Regions from separate parts of the Rattus norvegicus genome. Here region 2 is linked to region 1. The links are chromatin contacts, called in public Hi-C maps. All regions are on one chromosome and are shown on one strand. Each heading gives the region's core, a stretch centred on a gene start, on an enhancer-like site or on the middle of the called end of the contact. The rest is flanking DNA. Distances are from core to core; before and after follow the strand shown. Region 1 holds the start of Micu1 (mitochondrial calcium uptake 1). Region 2 overlaps Micu1 (mitochondrial calcium uptake 1).

Region 1 (5,360 bases), core at 1,273-3,772:
CTTTGTGGTAAAAAGAAAGGAACATTTATGATTTTTAAGGTTTTTTTACTTATTTAATATAATTATTTCTGGCCATAATTATCGGGAAAGAACGCACACACTACAATAGCAACTAAGGACTTACTTCTAAATGATACTGGAACATAATAGCTTCTCGATAAGAATTTGTGGGAAACAGCTCAGTACTAGAGGGCTTCCTAGAATGTACAAAGTTTGCTTTCAATCCCCAGCACTACAGCAAACAGAGGAAAACTTTGGAAGTCTGCATAGGTTTTTAAAGACTATCATTTCTAAAACTCTGAAGATAAATACAATGAAAGATGGGGACTCTCTTGAGTTCATTTGAAAGAAATTGAATGAAAGTTTTACGAAATGACGCTTCATTCACTCAGACGTCTGTTGCAGGAGAGACTCGCTTTTCACAGTGGTGTAATAAGTTGAGCCTGCTGTGGGCAATACCTGGAATTGTTACTTTTACGTATGTGATAAAAATAGGTAAGTAGGAAACGCTTGAAAGCATGCAATTTATATGTTAGCCCAATTGAAAGGAAAAAAAAAATCTCTCTTGATAGCACAGAGCTTCCAGTATAATGTACTTCACTATACTGAAGGCAAAATAGGGATATTTCATTCTATGGCATTTCTTTTCCTATTCAACATTTACATGGAAATCATATGGTACAGTGAAAATCCAGATTTCCGAACACCATTCTAGTCCAGTGAGTATATCCAGAAATCTGTTTTTTTTACCCTGAGCCAGGCATGGTGGTGCATGCCTACAACCCCTGCCCTTTGGAGGCTGAGGCAGGAAGATTACCATTAGTTTGAGAACAGTCTATATAGAAAGACCTGTCTCAAAACAACAACAACAACAACAACAACAACAACAAAACCCAAAAAACAAAAACAAAAACAAACAAACAAAACCAAACAAACCAAAAACCAAAAACCAAAAACCGAAAAAACTCTCCAGATAAGTGTGAGGCATTTGATTATCAACGTGGCTTAGGAACTACTGGTGTGGGTCAGGGAAGGGATACGTGGATATTTCTTCTAATGTTTATTTACTATTCTTATGTGTATGTGGGGTGGCACATCTGCCACGGTGTGTTTGTGGGTGGAGGTTAGAGAACAATATGCTATGTATGTAGCTGAGGACAACCTAAGGACAATTCCTGATCCTTCTGCCTCCCTCTCTACAGAGGTTATGGTCATATATATACCAGCATGCCCAACTTAACCATTGCCTTGCTTGCTTGATCTTGATGGATTTTTATGTTTAGTTTGGTTATTCAGATAGGATCTTATAGAGCCCATACTAGCCTAGCCTCAAACCCACTACGTAACTAAGTATGGCTTTGAACACCTGATCCTAGTGCCTCTGCCTCTCAGACGCTGAGATTACAGTTGTATGCTACCACATCTGGCTGAAAAACTTCATTCAGGGGTTGGGGATTTAGCTCAGTGGTAGAGCGCTTGCCTAGCAAGCGCAAGGACCTGGGTTCGGTCCCCAGCTCCGAAAAAAAGGGAAAAAAAAAAAAAAGAAAAACTTTATTCAACAACTTATATATTGATGATTTTTCTCTTTACCTTGTTCAGATAAAGAGTTAATTTGCCCCGTGAGCCTCCAAAGTGTTCTATGGTATTTATGATGCAATGTGAAATTTACAAGTTTTGGAGCTAACAAGAGAAGCTTCTCAAGAGAAGACTTTTACTCTCTCCCTATCTCCCTCCCTTCTTCCAAGTCTGTCTGTTTGTTCCACAGCATGAATCTGAAGGTTAGAGAACAGCTTGCATCAGTCAGTTCTCTGCTTCCACAGTAGGTGTCCTGGGACTCAAATATGGGTTATCCAGCTTGGTAGTAAGATTCCTTACCTGCTAAACTCTTTTTCATAATTTGACACTAAGTAACCCACACTAGCCCCTAAGTTCCAAGTGCTAGGAGACTAGTTGGGGACGGTCTGCAAGGAGTGAGAGTGAACTGGAGGTGGATAGGATTAAGATACATTATATCTTATGAAACTGTCAAAGGATAAATAAAAGATGTTTCTAAAAAAAAACAGTGGAAGCCTCTAGACTGGTGGGAAGAACCTCGTTATCTCTTTCTCACTTACGGAAGGGCGGGATTTAACTAGAAAGAGGCACAGAAGAGGTGCACTTGAACACCAGAGAAACAAAATCAGCAAAGGAATGCAGGAGGGATTTTGCAAACCAGCCAGCTTTCCCGCCTTCAGCGCTGGAGTTGCGCGATCATGTGGGTGGGGCCGAGGACAGGGCAGGCCCCCAGGCGAGGGCGGAGTCTCGACTCGGGGCCGGATCCGAAGGGTGGACCGGCCCCAGGGTAGGGCGGGGTTGCTTCTCCGCCCCTCCCCATTCCCCCCCACCCCGGTTCCTCCCCGCTCTGTTTCATCAAGATCCCGACAGGCCCAGCGGCTAAGGGAGTCACGTGAGAGTGGGCGGAGGAGGCAGAGCTGGGCTCCACGGCTTCTGCGTCTCTATGGTTGTCAGAGGTGGGCGGCATTCTCCGAGTTGCTGCTAAAGCTGGAGCGCGGACGGGTGAGTGTGAGGATTTTGATCGCCGTGCGGAGACAGGGGTTGAGGGGGAGGGGGAGCCGGCACGTTTTGGGGACGAGCCTTTCGAGAAGCTCCGAGATCTGGTCACTTTTCAAGTCCGCCGGGGACTGCTGTCTTAGTGATGCTGTTGGCGATATGCTGAGGGGACTCTGTCCTCCGCTCCCTTCACCCCATCATCCCTTATCCCTGTCAAGGAGAACTTGTAGTGCCCGACTTCTAGTCTCTGAGTGCATCCTCTCCACCCTCGGCCAGGACACAGGGGTAGCCCTCACTGGTTCTCCGAATTCGTGGCTGTGGTCAGAAGTGGATGGAGGAGTATAGAGCTGCGACAGAAAGATGACACATGTATCGGGGATAGAGAAAAGGGGGACAATCATGGGCTCCTTAGGGAGGCAAAACAAACTGCAGATTTCTCGGACTGTTCCGTTTTTATCCTCACCAGCAACTTCGCGTTCTCATTCTCCCTCTTTCTCTCTCTGCGCCCGGTCTCAATCGGGGCTTGCCCACATGATGTTTCGAGAATGAGCCAGGTATTATTGATTATATGGGAATGCTGGACGAATAGTTTAAGGCGGACTGTGTTTTATAATTAGTTGTCACCTTAATAAATCCTAGGGTTTGTCCTTTTTTGTTTTACGTTTGCAGTCCCTTTCAGTTGCTTGAAGTGCAAATATTTGTACCTGTAAATAGAGTAAAATTTTATAACTAAGAGTAAATAATTTTCTTCCTGAGACGCTTCGGAAAGACCCTTTCTGTTGGTTTTTAAATGGATGTTTTGATCCACTTTTGGGGTGGCTCCCTTAATAACCTCTGTTTACTTTAAAGGAGTCAGTAGGATCAGAAGGGAGGTGATTTAGCAACATTAGAAAGAAATTGTGCGGACACAGCTGTTGGCGAGTTTAGGTTTCACTGATTGTCAGCATTTGAGACATAACAAACAGTTGGCCGACTTGACCATCCTGAATGTTTTGCTTAGTTAGAATCTTACCCTAAAGAGTTTGGAGCACCACTTACCTAGGAAGGTGTTCTGGCCTCCAGCCACTTTGTTTTGTTTGAGTTCTTTTTTTGAGGCAGGTTTTTCCCCTTATCACTTGGTTTGGCCTTGAAGTCTGAATCTTTCTGTCTCAGCCTACGGAATGGTGGGTGGGATAACAGGCCTGCCTGGACCTTGCAGGCTTCAATAGGTTCAGTCCCCCACTTCTCAGAAATCTTTGATTCTGTCTCACTTAAAGACATCGCCCTGGCTACCTACCGACACCAAGAAAGTGTCAATGCCTAAGTACGGAGGGTCAGCACATTCAAAATAATGTTAGCAAGAAAGTGAAGATTCAGAAGTGGCTTGTGTGCCTGGAGAGAATGAGAGAACTAAGAAAGGCTGGTGAAAGCAAGGGCATTACTGCCTTTGTTGTTGTCTTCCTATATTTCACGGAGTGGTTACTGTATTCAGTAAATCCATCTGACCATCCGTCCATCCATCCATCAAGACAGTGCCTTACTGTGTTGCTCAAGCTGACCTTGAACTCTTGGGTATAAACAACCCTGCCTCAGGCTCTAACTTGCTTTCTAATACTTGGGAGAGAGAGAGAGGAAGAGAGAGAGAGAGAGAGAGAGAGAGAGAGAGAGAGAGAGAGAGAGAGAGAGAGAGAACCTAACAATACATAATTTCTCACATGATTGAATAACACAGGAAATAATTATAAGTTATATTTAACTGAACAACTACTTCAGACCTTTGTAATTATTTTAAAAACTCAAATAATTAATGAAGCTCCCCTCTTCAACCCCCACAGTTGGCCAGATACTTAATGGTAGTCTTCTGCCTCAGGCTCCTAAGTGCTGGGATTATAGGCATGTGCCTCCAGGCTGGCCAGTAAAGCCTTTCTTATATGTCATTTTTTCACTCTTAACCTGAGAAGCTAGTTTAAGATCTTGAACAGTTGAAAGAGCACATCCTAAATACTATCCATATTCCCCTCAAAGAGTTGTTTAGCATACTTCGTTTTATATAAAAATATTTTTTATATAAAAATAATTTTTTGAAAAAAGGTTTACCACAGCATTCCCCCATCTCATAATAGAAATAGCTTCCTTTGTTGCCCCCCAAAAAGTGGATTCTTTTCCAATAGGTGTTCTGTTTTAGTAAATCATGAGAAAAAAATGATAATTCTTTAAAAATACTAAATGTTACTCTCTGGGCATGTTTGAGAGGCCTGACCATTATCTTGGAGTGGTTTTTGTTTCTCACTACAAAAGTGGAAACTTTACACACACAAAAAAAGTAACATTGGGCTGAGTGTGGTGGTGCACGTTTTTATTCTGAGCTCTCTAGAGGCAGAAGCCAGTAGATGTCTTTTGAGTTCCACGCTATCCTAGGCCATCCAGGGATACATAGCCATGTCTCCAAAAAAAAAAAAGAAAAGAAAAAAGAGAGAGAGTTCACATACACATACACACACCAAGTCATGGTTATAACTGATCTTCAGAATCATTTCCCTTTTGAGGGATGTAATCGGGAACTCTAGGAATATAATTGAAACTTGGCCTTATACTCCTTAGGAAAGGTTAGCAGTAGGTTCGCACCCTGTAACCAACTGTAGAAACCCCAGAAGAGATCCTCATGTCTTCTACACATCTAGCACATTACTGTGTGGTGCCTCATTGGCCAGCAATGCCAGCTTGTGCCTTTGCTCATCCGAGAGGCTCTCCCTACTGCCAGGGGGTTAGAGCTTTTTGCGGCCAGGCTTGGGTTTCTTTCTTACCATAGACTAGGAGAAAGGACAACATGG
Region 2 (5,360 bases), core at 1,166-3,665, 41 kb after region 1:
TTATGCCTGTAAGGCAATTACCATCCAAATAAAAATCTCATTTCTATCAACGACGTTAAAAAATATAATTTGCTTCCAGTGTGACAATGAAAATTAACCAACACTTTTAAGACAGGCCACAGAAGACTGTGTCCTCACTTAGGGATATTGTGTTTATTCCTTTGAAAACAATTATATTTTCCAGTTGCCTTGATACACTCCGGGCTTTGACTCCATAGCTGTTCCTTGTTTGTTTGTTTTTGTGATAGTGGGAACTGAACGCAAGGCTTTCTGCATGCAGCACACGCACTCTACCACGGGGCCCCCACCCCCTTAATTACCGAAAGACGTCCTACATAAACTGAATAGCTACTGTGAGTGCTGTACACCAAGCACCCTTCTTGTCCTCACAGGAAGCTGGAATAACGAACAAGTGCTCTTCTGAGAATCAGAAGGGAGATTCTGATGCAGTGAAATGAGATCTAACCAGAAAGTGGCCTCACTTTCATTTGCTCATTAGCAAGAATTCATTAGCCAGCAAATGAATTCATTGAGTCAGCAAATAAAATCTGCTGCTCCTGCATGAGGTGAAGAGTAAAGGCAGTAGATTCCTGTTTCAAGCCAGTTGGTGTTGGAGCCTGCCTTTGATCCCAGCATTTGGGAGGCAGATGATCTCTGTGAGTTCAAGGCCAGCTTGAACTACAAAGCAAGTTTCAGGACAGCCAGGGTTACACAGAAAAACTGTCTCAAATCTACCCCCATCCCCACATACATACACACATGGGGGTGGGGGATAATTCAGGGCAGCCACAGGTACACAGTGAAACTCTAGCTCAACCCACTTACCAGTGAGGAAACAGGCCCTGGCTCAGCTGTGACAGAGCCTCTGCCTGGATTACCCACCTCTGGCCTAAGGAGAAAGATCTTTGTCACCCATGGGGTGGAAACTGGCTTCACTTTCATATGCTCATTAGCAGGAATTCATTAGCCAGGATGTTGATTCAGCAAAATAAAATCTGCTGCTTCTGCGTGAGGTGAAGAGTAAAGGCGGTAGATTTCGGTTGCTTAGAGTTCTGTCTTCGGCTGCTCTCCAGCCAACCGTTCCAATTTCAGCCTTGTCTTGTCATGACTTCACACGTGAATATCCCAGGATTCCCAGAGGTTCGAAATCTGTGAGAGTCCTAGTTTTAGAACTGTTTAAAATATCTTAAAACACGGACTATCCAAGGCCCCCAAATTAAACCATTTGACATGAGCTGATGAGTTTCAGTGTGAAAAGGTGCCTAAGAATACTTGTGTACTAAATATCAGAACTGTCTAGAGAGGAGCCATGGGTGAGTGTGAAGCACATTAAAAGGACCCACACGTAGTGTGCTCCTTGAACGTGTGTCACCCCCACTGTGAAGGTGATGCATCACCACCATCCTTGCATGGGATGGCGACTCCGTTATAGTAAAAACTGTTTCTCACCAGCCATGGTAGCACACGCCTTTAACCCCAGCCAACACTCAGGAGGCAGGGGCCCGTGGATCTCTTGAGTTCCAGACAGCCAGGGCTACACAGAGAAGCCCTGTCCCCAAAAAATGAAACCAAAACTCTTTCTCAGTCGTTGTGTGGTGCAAGTACTAGAAGTGTGGCCTGTGGGTAAAAGTTCCGTGAACAAAGGAGTCGGGGCAGAAGCACGCCCTATGGTAAGGTTGGCCTCCGTCCTTTCTACCGTACCAACCCAGCTGACTTTTTATCTTGTGGCTTCCTCTACACAGGGGAATCAAAATGTGAATGGAGAAGCAGGGCTCACTGTATATCTCAGGTATCCTGGCCTCTGTGTTCCCTTGAGAATCACACTTTACAGTTTTAAGGACAATCTTGCCTATAAAGAACACTTTCAGGGCTGGAGAGATGGCTCAGTGGTTAAGAGACTTCCAGAGAGGTCTTGGGTTCAATTCCCAGCAACCACATGGTGGCTCACAACCGTCTGTAATGGGATCTGATGCCCTCTTCTGGTGTGTCTGAAGATAGCTACAGTGCACTCATATAAATAAAATTTAAAAAAGAACACTTTCCGTCAGTGACCCATAACTGAGTCTGCAGCACTGTTCTTTTCTGTGCACCTCCTGTGCTCTGCTTGTATTGATTGTTGGTTTGTTTACAGTTTCACTATGTCTGCTTTTACTTTTGATGTCCTGCAGTCCTGTTCTTGCAGAGCAGACCAACTACAGCCAACTCCCTGGTTCTTTATGGCCCATAAAACAGAGAATGTATTTGTACATTTTTAAGGGGAGGAGGAACACGAGAATATTTACAGCATGTAAAAATTAGGTTCAATTCAGACGTCATCGTTCGTAAGAAATCATACAGGCAGAGCACACTCATTCCCTGGTGATAGTTTCCCAGCTGGAAGAGCCGTGGGAAGTAGTTGGGATAGACCTTAAGCACACAATCTATTAACTTGAAGTATTCATTTCCTGTGGTTTCAAAAAGGGATTGTGCTAGCCCTTGGTGTTGGGCGTTGTGTGGGAGTTAAACATGAGCTGCCTATGTTGTTACAAAGTTAATGTCTCCTGTATTAGCTTGCACAGGGTTTAGAAATCTAAGCTCTTTCAAACCAGTACAGTTTTTGAGGACATTTAGAACTATGTATGCTGTTGTATAGGGGATAGCCAATTTTTTTTTTTAATTTGCCATAGGGATAGAGTCTTGGAGCTGGGGACCGAACCCAGGGCCTTGCGCTTGCTAGGCAAGCGCTCTACCACTGAGCTAAATCCCCAACCCCACAAATAGTAAATATTAAGGCTTAGCTGATTCAACAGCAATGCAATAAATACCACTCTTCTCCCTGGAGATCTAAGGAAAAGAAAGTGAGTTGGCTGGACATGGCCTGAAGGCTGTCGCTTGCCAAACTGTGCCTCTGTGAACTCGTTAGGATTGGGCAACGAAATAAATAGTGTGCAGCAAAAGCAGTGCCTGAGGTACTGTGCTCACGGTTCGCTCGCCTTGGCTTTCCTACTGCTGTGATTAGCTTAACCTGCTAATGAAGGACCTCGAAGCTTTGGTGAACATGGCTGAGGAGCAAAGTGATGTAAGTTGCAGTCCATTTGGAAAGTCTGTTTGGGTTGGAGACAGCTGATGAGTCGTGATTACTCAAAAGTATTGAGCTTAGAGGATGGCATCAGGGGACCGACGTGCCAGCCCACAAGGGCTGTAGAGGACCAGCGGCAACTGAGGAAGGCTGGATCGGGACAGGTGCCCGCCCCCCAGAAGAGCACACCTATTGTTGTCCAGCCTGCAAATGTACTATGTACAAGTAACGACACACATGGCGTGTGATAACCTTTAATGAGAACAGAGGCTGTGATTTGAATTTGAAGGAGAATGGGGAGGGGCCTATGAAATATTTTTAATTTTTAAAAGTATTGAATTTAGGTATCTGGTAGCCATCGTGGCCCAGACTTATGAAGCACCGTCATTTTCCCCTTTGTGTGTACGTATGTGTGTATGTGGACAGATTTGAGCAGATTTGTGTGGACATGTAGAGGCCAAGAGTCATCTTTGCTCTGTCCACCTAGCTTTAGGAGATAGGGTCTCACGGTAACCTGGAGTTTGAAGAGTTCAGCTGACTTCTACACACACACACACACACACACACACACACACACACACACACACACACACACACACACCCCGCTCTGGGATTACAAACCTGTGCAGCCACTCCTACCTTAGCATTGTAATTCTCAGGAATTTTGCATACCAGTTCAAAGTATCAGACCTCACCCAACGCTAATTGCATGAGACGTTGCTGAAATCTGAAACGTTGATTATAAAAAGATTAGACTTAGTGGAGGCCAAGGAATATGTGATCAAAGGACATGAAAGCTAGGAAGATAAAGTCGATTACTGTTCACACGCCGCCTTACAGGACACAGGAGCTGTCACACTGAAGATCATGGTCACATCCTCAGTGTTCCAGATGTTTTATAAAGCTTGGGCTATTGAAGTCTTATTTTCTACACTGTCAGCATCTTGTGCGAGCCCAGAAAATTGACTTTGCCTCATTATAAAAGACTTTGAAGTTTGTCACAGTTTACACATTCTGAATTGTGAATTTACTAAATGGCTCCTATTATGGCCCACTTCTCCAGCCCCGCCTGTGAACGATGTGACGTGGGTAACCTGCTGAGCTTGTGTGTAAATGTGCTCCCATGTTGCTCTCAAGATTGCCTGTCCCTGCAGAAGTGGCGTGGCCACTGACTGGACCGGTCACTGACTGGGCCACTCTGTGTTCGTGGGAACTGGTGGTTGTCATACTAGGATGGCTTGGTCTCTGCTTAGTCATCTAAGATGTGGCCCGCTGCCTGTGTGCTTCTTTCTTCAGAGCTTGCCTGGGTTTAGCGCTACTGTTCTCCCCTCATACATGTTTTCCTGGATGCTCTGTGGAGTATGTAAATGTTTTCCTGTATTTTATTTAAGTGATCTTTTTCTATCTTGACTATATTTCTTTTACTATATTTAGTGATTGTCATGGGGATTACACATACTTCCCACAGTGTTGTGTGAGAATTTAGTTTTACCACTTCAGGTGGAATAGATACCTTACCATGGGAAGCCCTTTCCTGCTTTATGCTGCGGCACGTAACCATTTAAATTATCTAGTATTTATTCCAATAAAGACACGGAGGTGTTAACTGAGGTAAACCCTGCTGGCTCAGTGAGGTAACTTTATTTTCTTAACTATATACAGAATACTTACAAGCCTGATTCTGCAACTAAACTGCTAGCTCTTTAGAAATCTCTGTCTAGTGAGTCACCCTTTCTTTTGAGCTCTTCCAAACCCAAGAGGGCTCCTTAGCTGTCTTTTCTAGGAAACTGTTTTACTTGTGTCCTTTCCAGCTGCTTTTCTGTAGTTCCTGCAAGCCCAAAGAGAAAGTCCTTCTCTCTTCCCCAGAGCTCCTCTATAAAGGCTCTTCCAAGGAGAGAGAAAGTGAGAGAGGATCAAAGGCCCAATTGTTTATAAAAATCTCTAACTCCTCCCCTATACCCCTGACAAGCTGTCACCGTTGTGGGGGTTGGGGCTCCAAGCCAAGTCAGGGGCAGAACCTTTTCACCTTTTGGTGGGGTAGTTCAAGGCCACCCAGCTCTCTTTGCCTCTGGTCATAGAGCGGGGACCATAGGACCTCCCTCAAGCAGCCTGCCTTAAATTAGGCAGGAACTTCCCATTCTTTACCGTTGGTGTCTCTGGAGATGTTTAGAGGCATACCCAAACCGCACCTCTTCAAGACACCTAACTGCATCCCACAAATGCAATATCTAGTTAAGATTTTGTATTTTACTAACAGTTAGGTTGTCTATGTACAATAACCAAATATCCTGTAACCGTGGTA

The links. A called contact is a pair of places that touch in the nucleus more often than the background predicts.
Region 2: a contact with region 1 is called in a Hi-C map of the A7r5 cell line, with 2.0 times the contacts expected there. The contact joins the enhancer-like site here to the promoter of Micu1 in region 1. A contact is called at or near these places in 2 of 12 Hi-C or Micro-C datasets (the A7r5 cell line and the Rat2 cell line).

Annotation. Positions count from the first base shown.
Region 1 is chr20:28,209,252-28,214,611 of GRCr8, forward strand. It overlaps Micu1 (mitochondrial calcium uptake 1), which reads left to right and starts at 2,523. Exons shown (of 12, transcript NM_199412.2): 1 at 2,523-2,556.
Region 2 is chr20:28,250,671-28,256,030 of GRCr8, forward strand. The region is part of intron 4 of Micu1 (mitochondrial calcium uptake 1); the gene reads left to right. Among named protein-coding and RNA genes, the nearest start is that of Micu1, 42 kb to the left of the region's middle. Within about 2 kb of position 2,416, at least 12 of the 93 cell types and tissues checked have an H3K27ac peak or open chromatin away from gene starts, as enhancers often do.